Regions from separate parts of the Mus musculus genome. Here region 1 is linked to region 2. Evidence: chromatin contacts called from public HiChIP or PLAC-seq data. All regions are on one chromosome and are shown on one strand. Each heading gives the region's core, a stretch centred on a gene start, on an enhancer-like site or on the middle of the called end of the contact. The rest is flanking DNA. Distances are from core to core; before and after follow the strand shown. Region 1 has its middle 16 kb from the start of Gm52297. Region 2 overlaps Prkce (protein kinase C, epsilon).

Evidence for each region. HiChIP or PLAC-seq counts read pairs in DNA pulled down with a chosen protein or histone mark.
Region 1: an H3K4me3 HiChIP or PLAC-seq map of bone marrow-derived macrophages shows a contact between it and region 2, with 4 times the contacts expected there. The contact joins two enhancer-like sites. A contact is called at or near these places in 4 of 39 promoter capture datasets (the 3T3-L1 cell line, 3T3-L1-derived adipocytes, liver and 1 more), 3 of 484 Hi-C or Micro-C datasets (liver, nephron progenitors and uterus) and 4 of 115 datasets of contacts at active chromatin or transcription factors (bone marrow-derived macrophages, embryonic stem cells, extraembryonic endoderm stem cells and 1 more).

The regions. Positions count from the first base shown.
Region 1 is chr17:86,682,976-86,688,216 of GRCm38.p6, forward strand. It overlaps the pseudogene Gm18832. Among named protein-coding and RNA genes, the nearest start is that of Gm52297, 16 kb to the left of the region's middle. Within about 2 kb of position 2,471, at least 4 of the 459 cell types and tissues checked have an H3K27ac peak or open chromatin away from gene starts, as enhancers often do. A contact at or near this core is called in bone marrow-derived macrophages, where this site is marked.
Region 2 is chr17:86,534,738-86,540,011 of GRCm38.p6, forward strand. All of the region lies in intron 10 of Prkce (protein kinase C, epsilon), which reads left to right. Among named protein-coding and RNA genes, the nearest start is that of Gm30284, 92 kb to the left of the region's middle. Within about 2 kb of position 1,289, at least 124 of the 459 cell types and tissues checked have an H3K27ac peak or open chromatin away from gene starts, as enhancers often do. A contact at or near this core is called in bone marrow-derived macrophages, where this site is marked.

The DNA.
Region 1 (5,241 bases), core at 1,221-3,720, 150 kb after region 2:
TCATGGAGTTACGTTTGTGAATACTTCCTGTATACTGCTACCCTGAGGCCTTTTCATTGTTTTTAGCTTGTTGGGGTTTTTTACCTTCCTCCATACTTTACACTCCTCACTCAGCTCCTCCTTTCCTGGGATTTAAAAAATACAAACAAAGCAAAACAACAACAAAAAAACAAAACCACTGAGTTTTATGAATATGTCTTGTCTGTGGCTAGCCTGTTATTCAACCTCACAACGAGCAGACTGATGCGCTCTTGTGAGGAAAGTGTTCTTTTCTCCAACAGGTACCCACCAAAGCTCCACCTGGACCTGTCCTCATTGATTGCAACTTTGTTTGGTGTCTGTCTTAGTTAGGGTTTTACTGCTATGAACGTGGCAAATCTTCTAAGGACAACATTTAATTGGGACCGGCTTACAGGTTCAGAGGTTCAATCCATTATCATCATGGTGGGAAGTATGGCAGCGTGCAGGCAGGCATGGTGATAAAGGAGCTAAGAGTTCTACCTTTTTATCTGAAGGCTGCTAGGAGACTGACTCCCACGTGGTTAGGAGGAGGGTCTCATTACCCACCCCCACAGTGACACACTTCCTCCAACAAGGCCACACCTACACCAACAAGGCCACACTACCACGTAAGTGCCACTTCCTGGGCCGATCATATTCAAACCACCACTGTGACCATATGTCCGAATGCCCGCCATCAGTCTCACTGAAGAATCCAGGTTTCTCTATCAAAGGTCACTCGTTTTCTAAATACATCTACGTCTGAAAAATACAGTCTGTTGTCTTATTTCTTTCCTCCTCATTCTCAGATCCTGCGTTCTCTAGGAACAGCACACACATTCGCCTTTTCTTAGCAGCCTAAGTAGTAGACTCTTCCTTTGACAATTGGGGAACCATTAACTACTGGTGTGTGCTAAGAAGCTTTTAGAATACTGCTTTTCTTCATGGCTGCTCTCACTGGCCTGTGCTGAAGCCCACCATCAGTGATCATCTAACCACTGGCCCTTCGTATTGTTATTGTATGAATCATACTCATTTAGGGTTTCTTGTCTGCTAATCCCATTGTCTACACCATCCTATGTCTACCTACTGATCCATTCAAAAATCTCTTCATCGGTGTCCTCTTTCCCCCTCCCCCCTTTTTCTTGAATGGTCACTAAAACTTCAGGGCAGGCTGGACATCATTAGAGGCTGGATAATGCTTGGGTAGCAAACTGCAGCATTCAAGTCAGAATTGCGGGCTGCCTTTAAGACAAAGTTACACTGGAATATAGCCATAATGTTCGTTTCCACATGCCAGTGGCTTGTCTGCTCTCTTGGCAGAGTTTAATCATTCTCACAGAGCCACACAAAGAACGAAATATGTACTGCTTGATTCCTTATAGAAATACTTATCAACCCTTGGACAACGTGTGCGGAGTCTTAGTTGGGTTCCCCCCCTCATTTTCCCCTATTATTATGTTATATCCTTTTTATCTTTGTATCTTCAGTACTACCAGACTTCCCAATGTCTAGCAGGCATTTTGTTAGGTCAAATCAATAAAAGAAATCATCATTTGCGCATCCGAGTCACCCTTTCCTGTGATGAGCTGCTCCTGGCTAAACACGAGGATCTAAATCTAGGATCCGTAATGCGTTAAAGAGTTGGCCCTACAACAAGTTAGGAACAGTATGTCAGATAGGCTTGATTTATAAATAGGACTTAGGGGAGCAAGTTCCACGTCAGCAAAAAGAGGAACTCTATCAGGTAAACTGGTTGGATAATCCCAGCTTCAGTGTTCTACAGGGAAGGGGTGTTCCTCCAAATTGACAGTGTCAGCCATAACACAGGCCCTCCAGGTTCTATTAAATCTGAGTACAGCAGCTGCCTCCTCACTGCTCAGCTTGCAGTCAAGACCTAACAGGTTTCAACTATACCTGTGTTGTCACAGCTTTGGGGATTTCTGCTACCTTCCTCTAGTTATGGAACTACATCAGAGCCTGAGCTTTGCAAGGGTCTCTTCAAGTTTGGGTTCCCCACTACTGAAAGGTCCTCTGGATAGCACTGATGTCCACAGAGAGAGCCCAGGAATCCTTAGGCAGTGACAGTGACATCATTGGAGGAGCCACACTGGGTTCATTTGTCCGGGAGAGAGATGGAAAATACTCAACCTAGTCACTGGTTGGTATCTTAGTCCATGCTTGTTCACGAGCCTTTTAGCCAAACATTTGAGCAGCAAGGGTTTCTCCCAACCAACTCATCTACCACCTCTCCTCCATGAGCTTCCAGGAATCTGCAAGTGTTGGTCTACCAGTGAGATGTTCCTTTATCATCTTTGAGGAATAAGCCCCTTCCAAGGTCTTTGTAGCAAGTAAATATGATAGATGTCAGTTTCAGAGCCTTGGAGGACTTAAGATAGGCTTGTCTTAGTAGTTTTATGTCAGAGTAGGTGAAGCCTGGCATGCTGAGGGAAGAGGTCCTTCCTCTTTTACATCCTACCCTGGACTTCCTCTTTCCTGGCTTTTCCAACCCCATCCTCACTCCAGTTGTGTGCACAGTCAGGGTCGGGTGGCCTCTGTAACTGCCAGCTGCTCAGTCGTACAAGAAGTATCGTGGCTCCTTGAAGCCATCCACGGTTGGTGCAGAAACAGTTCTGGGTGAGCAGGTAAACACCTGTTTGTTTTTTCCTTAAGATTTATATTACAAATTAATACCCACTGGGTGATGATAATACATGCCTTTAATTCCAGCACTCGGAAGGCAGAGGCAGGTGATCTCTGAGTTCAGGGCTAGCCTGGTCTACAAAGTGAATTTCAAAGCAGCCAGGGTTACACAGAGAACCCTTGTCTTTAAAAACTAAAAGAAGAAGAAAAAAGAAAAGAAAAGAAAAGAAAAGAAAAGAAAGAAAAGAAAAGAAAAGAAAGAGACTTACATCCTTGTACTATTTAATATCCAATCTAAAAAAGAAAAAGGTTTTTTTTCAAAATTGTGTGTTCAATCTGATACCACTTTATAATCTTTTATTTAATTTTATTTTTGTTTTATATGTACCAGTGGTTTGTCTGTATGTATGACTATGCACTACATGTGTCCATAGCTGGTGAGTCCAGAAGAGTTTCTCAGATCCCCTGGACTGGAATAAAAACCAGTAGTGAGTGCTTTCATACTTGTGCTGAGAATTGGACCCTGTTCTCTAGAAGAGCAGCCAGTGCCCTTAACAGCTGAGACATCTCTCCAGCCCCTGTCTTAGTTAAGAGTTTTACTGCTGTGAACAGGCACCATAACTAAGGCAACTCTGTTAAGGACAACATTTAATTGGGACTGGCCTACATGTTCAGAGGTTCAGTCCATTATCATCAAGGCGGGAGTATGGCAGCATCCTGGCAGGCATGGTGCAGGAGGAACTGAGAGTTCTAAACATTCATCTGAAGGCTACTATGGGAAGAGTGGCTTTCAGGCAGCTAGGATGAGGGTCTTAAAGCCCATGCCCACAGTGGCACACCTATTGCAACAAGACCATACCTACTCCAACAAGGCCATACCTCCAAATAGTACCACTGCCTGGCATATTCAAACCACCACAAGCCCTGTAATTTATAATCTTAGAGAAGATGATTTTTTAAAAAGAATGAGGAAACTTTCAGGAGAGCAGAATGAAGGGAGATTGAAATAGTGAGGAAGTACAAAGATTATGAAATTAAAGGACTAGGGCCAGATGATTCACGATTCAATATTTGGGAGGCTACAGAAGAAAATGTTCTACATGAGAAGTTATTAGATTCCAGATTACAGGGTTCTTCAGGTTTCAAACACAGTGGGTAAAACAGACCCTCACCCAGTGTATGTGACTGTAAATTTTCAGAACACTTAAAACTAAAAAGGGGAATTCACAAGGTTCTAAGAAGCAACACAAAGAATGTTGTGTGTAAGCATGTAGAATGATCACGGTACTATGTTTCTCAACAGCAAGACTATATAACATGTAATGCCATAGATAATGAGTCATGAACACAATCTAACAAAGTAGTTGAAAAGTCTAAGGAAAGAAATGATTTAAACCTATAATTTTATCCCCAAAAAGGATCATTTATTAAATGTTAATTTAAAAAAATAGAAACAAAGTTGGAAAACTTCTTTCCCAGAAATCCTGGGGAAACAGGGTCCAGGTAGTAAAGAATTCAATCCAAGAAAGAGAAAAAAAGCCACGAGAATGACAGAGAGAAGATTGCCCAATACAAGAGCCATGTGCCAAGTACAGAGGTCAAAGAGAGAGACCTGGACAAGGTCAGGAGAGTCTGAAGGCAGGTCCCTGCAGAGACTCCGTGGAGGGAAAACCTGATGGACCCGAACACATGGAGAAGAGACTTACACAGCCCAGGCTGGGGTCTGAAGCTGAATCAGTGTCAAGTCTTCTGTAAAGCTGAGAGGAAAGCCCCTCTCTGAAGCATAACCCCTGGAGCTAGCATGTACATCATACCATGCTGATGCACTGAGGAAACACCTCCTAGAGTGAGCACCCCGAAGTCTCTGCAGCCGGCTGCCTTTATCAAGCAGTGATTGGGGTTCCTGGGAGATGAGTTGCTAATTTTTGTAGTAAGCCTTATGAAACTACACCATTCTACATATATTCATATAACTCTCCATGCCGATAAAGCTAAAACTTAACAAGACAAGAGCCTAGCATAAGTGTCGTCAGAGTGACTTCACCCAACAACTGATGGAAACAGATGCAGAGATCTACAGTTAAACATTAAGTAGAATTTGGGAATCCTGTGGAAGGGACAGAGGAAGAATTGAAGGAACCAGAGAGGTCAAGGAAACGGGGCCCATAGGGGCTCACAGAGACTGAACCGCCAACCAGAGAGCATCCATTGGACGGACCTAGGCCCTCTGCACATGTGTAACAGTTGTGCAGCTGAGTCTTCATGTGGGACTCCTAAAGCTGGAGCAGAGCTGTCTCTGACAACACTGCCTGCCTTTGGATCGCTTTCCCCTAAACGGACTGACTGCCTTGTCTAGCCTCAGGAGAAGATGATGAGCCTAGCCTTACTGCAACTTGAAAGTTCAAGGCTGGTTGATATCCATGAGAGGGCTCCCCTTTTCTGGGGAGAAGGGGAGGGAGGGGTGAATGGGGAGGGGGAGGGGAGAGAAAGAGACTGAGAGGAGAAGAGGAGGGAAGCTGTGATGTAAAATAAATAAAGAATAAAAAGGAAGAAGGAGGAGGAGGAGAAGGAGAAGAAGAAGACGACGACAAAGTGGCC
Region 2 (5,274 bases), core at 39-2,538:
TTGTTTGTTTGTTTGTTTTGTTGTTGTTTGTTTGGTTTTTTTGTTTTTTGTTTTTGAAAAATTAGTTTGTTTTATTGTCTCTGATTCCTCCCTGGCCAATGTTGTGGTTAGCCCAGTGTCCCAGAGAGGCCCTTTCAGTCAGTTTATGGAAACTGAGTCCTTCCTTAAAATGGTTCCTGTAGACGGGCTGGAGTGGAGCTCAGTACTGGAGCCTGTGCTTAGTGTGGACAGGGGCCTGGGCTTAGCTCTGAGGATGGGGGGGGGGGGTAGCTCAATGGGACAGCACCTGTCCAGCATGCCTGAACACCGGGGTCTGATACCCAGAATGACAAAGAAAAAAATGCATGCTAGAGAAAATTTCAGTGCCTCCTTGGCACCTAATCGGGGCTGCCACCTGGTCACCTCAGCACAGGGCTGGCAGTCCTGAGTGTCCTGTTGGCACCTTGCCCCCATTCACTCTTCAGTTAAATACTCCTTGCTAGGAGTACAGTGCTGTTGAGGGCTGGGGACGTGAGTCGAGCCAGCTAGACGAAGGCTCCTGCTGAAGACAAGATGGAAGGCAGGGCTGAGAGCCAGGGAGTGTGCTGTGGTCTCCCTGTGGGTCTTCCTGGCACATGGATGGGCTTGCTCCATCCAGTCAGTCTCTTCCTGCAAGCCACGGGCCGTGTGTCATGAGCGTCCCGCTAGATTGCTAAAGCTGTGCTTGGGAATTAGAAACAGGACACAAACTGAGGACTAAGCAGTAAACGGGAAAGCCGGAAAGGATGCTGCCTGGGGTTCTCTGAGACCCACAGCAATGCTCTCCTTACTGGCAGATTGCATTTCCCCTCCCACTCCTGACCATAGGTCCTTTCATTTCCTGTATCCTTTTCACTAAATTGAAGGATTAATGTACATGTTATGCACTTAAACAAAATGCATAGATATTCAAGCAGTTTCTCCATCTTACTAGATAGATTCTTAGCATTCACATTAAGAATGGCTAAAGGGGCCGGGCAGTGGTGGCTCACGCCTTTAATCCCAGCACTTGGGAGGTACAGGCAGGCAGATTTCTGAGTTCAAGGCCAGGCTGGTCTACAAAGTGAGTTCCAGGACAGCCAAGGCTACATAGATAAACCCTGTCTCGAAAAAGCAAAACAAACAAACAAACAAAACAAAAAACAAAACAAAACAAAAAAATGCCCAATGGAGAAAAGCGAACAATTTTCTCCCTACAGACCTTACCAAGTATCTTGCAGTTAACCATTTCAGCCACTAGGTGGCGAGAGTAGTTAGCAAGGCAAGTGGGTCTTTGTGACTCATCCAGGCAGGAAGAGGAGACTGGAGACCTAAAATAGTTTAACTGAGCGAGGTGACCAAACGGGTGCCGTTCTAGAAGGATACACTCTGAAGCTTCTGGTTTCCAGTATTGGCAAATATTTCCTTTCATATACAAAATTCTAAAGTTAGACAGGAAGAAAAATAAGAGTAGGACTAGCTCTCAAAAAGCAGAGCCGTAGAAGCTTGCCCTGTCTGGTCCTACTTTTGTCTGTTTGAAACGAAGACGCTGAAATAATTTCTGAGCTCATAAGCAGACTACAGTGTCTGCAGCTGCGCTCTAAACCCCACCCGGTGGGGACAGAGCTGTTTGGAGCTCTATGAAACAGGCCGAGTTTGTTTGTTTTTATTTTAAATAGAAGTAAACCGCGCTCCCAGGATAGAGAGCCCAGCTACCGTGCTACTCTGACCATCTTGAAAACTGACAAGAAAGAATTTGTCAAGTGTTTGGTCCGATTGAGGTCTCACTGTTTTCTTCTGGGTGATTCCTGTTCGGTAGGAACGGGAGCAGCGCTTTCCTATCAAACTCACGATAGGAACCCGGGGAGAGGGCGGGAGATACATTTGTAATGACTTCACAGAATTTCCCTTCCTCTGTGAATACCTGTCCCAGGCGTGGGTCCTCAGATTCTCCACTGGCTAATGACATTTTAGTGTCTATGGAAATCATTAACTTCCCTGAGAGACTCAGCCTCATTCCTTTGATAACTGAAGCTGCCTATATCGCAGCGATGCATTCCTCCGTACTCCGTACTCTTTGGTAGTCACCAGTTAATCAGATTTCCTTCTGCTGATACTTTCTTTAATAAGAGGTATTTGGTGATGACGGAGGGGCAGTTCTAGCAAACAAAGGGTTTAAACCCAGCCCCAGGGGCTCTGGTTACGGCAGCCCACACCCGATGCAGAGCCTGACTGAATGCTATCGCTTTTCTAGATTAGATAGAAGAATTAGGGAAACATTTTTTTAGGATACCTATGGTCTGGTTTTGGTGACAGTTCATACAGTGGGAACTAGAAAATGTTGCGCTGGCCTAATACTGATAACAGAAAGTATTTTAGAAGGCAGCACTCTATTTACAGTTTTAGTAGACTATCTTTTATTTATTTACTGTTCATATCATAAATGTAAACAACGTGTCACCCCACAAGCACCCTGACGCGCCCTCTCCCCCCACTTCATGTACCTTTTTAAAAGATTTGTTTATTTATGTTGTGTGTATGAGTGTTTTGCCTGCATGTATGACTGTGCTCTACATGTATGTATGGTCCCTGCAGAGGTCAGAATAGGGTGTGGGATTCCCTGGAAATGGAGTGGTTACAGATGCTTGTGAGTCACCTTGTGGGTTCTGGGATATGATCCCAAGCCCCCTGCAGTAGCTACAAGGGCTGCTAAGCACCAGCCGTCCCTTTAGTGCCTCTTCTGGCTCTGTTGCTCTTGTGATCCACCAAGCCAGGTTCTTTCTGTGGGATCCTTAGTGTGACACAATGCTCTCCTTCATCCTCGCACGTGTCTCTGTCATGGCCCAGGCTGTGGACATTGCCATTACCCATGAGTATGGGGGATAAGGGCTGGGCGGAGCCATTGCTGTTGCTACTGAGACCTTCAGCGGTACACGTCATTTGCAACCAGAATATGAAGGAGGGGGACGGTGACCTACTTTCCAAACTTGCAAGATCATGCTTGAATCTATGTGACCCTTAGACATTCTTGACCTTTCCAAATTTTTTATCTAAATTCTGCCCGATTTCAGAGCTGGGACTTGATGTTTTATGATAGCGATTCTTCAAATTGTTCCTATTCAATAGGTTTTTTTTTTAAATGGCAATCAGTAGTGGTGATATAGTCCTGAACGATACAGAATTAAGCAATAACCAGTGAGCTCTGTCTGTGGGGCCACCGGAGAGGCTCGGGTGGTGTGGCCAAGCCTGGATTCTATCCACACTGCCACACACTCCCCCCCCCCCCTAATTTTTAAAGGTGTCTATTAAGAAAGAAAAATGGGAGAGATGGCTGTTTGAACCCTGCACCTTAAAAGAATGCTGTCTATCTAGTATGCTTTGGTCATATGGAAGTGGTTATCTCTGAAAGTCCACTGAGAACCTTAGTCCAAAACAATAGTTTAGTCTGTCTTGTTTTCTCACATTCTTTTGAAATTCCTTATTTCCCAACAAGGGGGGAAGTAGGTGTCACTTAGGCGACCACTTTCTGAGACTCCCCGAACAGCACGCAGTCACCTCTCCTGTCCTCTTAGGCTCCTGGGTTGGAGGGTGAGCATCGCCCAGCTAGTGAAAGCTTTACCTAATTCTGTCCATCAGAAGGCGGGAAGGCCATCTGCGTGCGGGGACCACGCACTTCAGGGCATGCGTGCTGAAACTGTAACTACACTTCCGAGAAACGGCTTTTCAGATGTCAGCAGAATCCCTTTGCTTTGCCCACTCCAGAATTAGATACTTCTGTTGGGTCTTTATCTTCAAGGTCAAGATCTTGTCTTGTGGAGTGTTTTTGAGACAAGAGTCTCACTCACTATGTAGCCTGGCTGGCCAGGAACTCATCTCGGTCTCTAGCTCGGAGATGCTGGAATTAAAGGTCTGTGCCACCCCACTTTCTCTCCCCCTTTTATTAATGAGCACACAAAGACAAGATAATGCCTCTGGCCTCCTGGAGTTTCCAGTTTCTCTCCCTCTCCCTCTCCCTCTCCCTCTCCCTCTCCCTCTCCCTCTCCCTCTCCCTCTCCCTCTCCCTCTCCCTCTCCCTCTCCCCCTCCCCCTCCCCCTCCCCCTCCCCCTCCCCCTCCTCCTCCCCCCTCCCCCCCCTCTCTCTCTCTCTCTCTCTCTCTCTGTGTGTGTGTGTGTGTGTGTGTGGCCTTTGGAGGCCAGAAGAGAGCATCAGATTTCCTGGAGCTGGGTTAAAGACAGGGCAGCAGGGAGTTTCCTCTCATAGATGTAGATGTGGATGCGGATGTAGATGTAGATGCGGATGAAGATGTAGATGTAGATGCAGATGCAGGTGTAGATATTGATGTTGGGAACTAAACTGAGGCCCTCTAGAAGAGCAACAAGTGCTCTTAATCCCTGAGCCATCTCTCCAGCCCTTGAAGCATCAGAAACATTGGTGAAGGCAAGCAAGAAAGATAAGAGAAATTAAACTATTTCCAACAGGAAAGTTGCCATAAAATAGCTGTATTGTATTTCCAGTCCATAAGTAATCATAGACATTGTAAGTTCCATTCCTGATCCCAGGAGCATACTGAATGGCTCTTTAGCTGGCCATACCGTCTTCTGAAAAGCTTGCTTGCTCTTGCCTAATGCAGTTGGAGCTGGTAGCCCTGAGTGTGCCTTTTAGGACTGCCCTTCCTTTTAAGAGTATGCCTTCCTTCTTGTCTGCCCATCTGCAAAAGTCCAGTGTTCCTCCAGGTTCTGCTATTGTGTAGCGTTCTAAAGGGCGAGGAGATGGAGATCCAGCCTTCAAGTGGACCTCGGTCCTTCTCTGGGAGAGAATAAGGTGGCAGGCCCTGACATAGAAGGGGGTACATAAGAGGGGAGAGACTTCCAGGCTGCTGAATGATGAGATAAAACCTGTAACATTGGGGAAGCGGAAACCTTTGTGACTTCCTTCTCTTTGTCTCGCTGGATCTGTTTCCCCAACACACCCATGGGGATGCCTGCTTAGCTGCAGTCACCTCCAGGCCCTAGGGGCTGGGAGCCACATATGTGAGATTCACCTTCTTCCCCTCCCTCCCTTGCTCCTCAAATAGATAAGGAAGGATAGAACTGGTCAAAGCCTTTTGGCATTTGGATTTTGCAGTTACCAGGGAAAGAGGCCAGGAGGCCATCAGCTTCAGCTCAGAACTCCAGACTTACGCTCATCCGGCCACCTCATATTACCCGTTACATTGTGTTCAAATGAATTGTGAAAATAAGTTATCGCCGCTGTGCGGGGTGCAGTTTACGGACCCA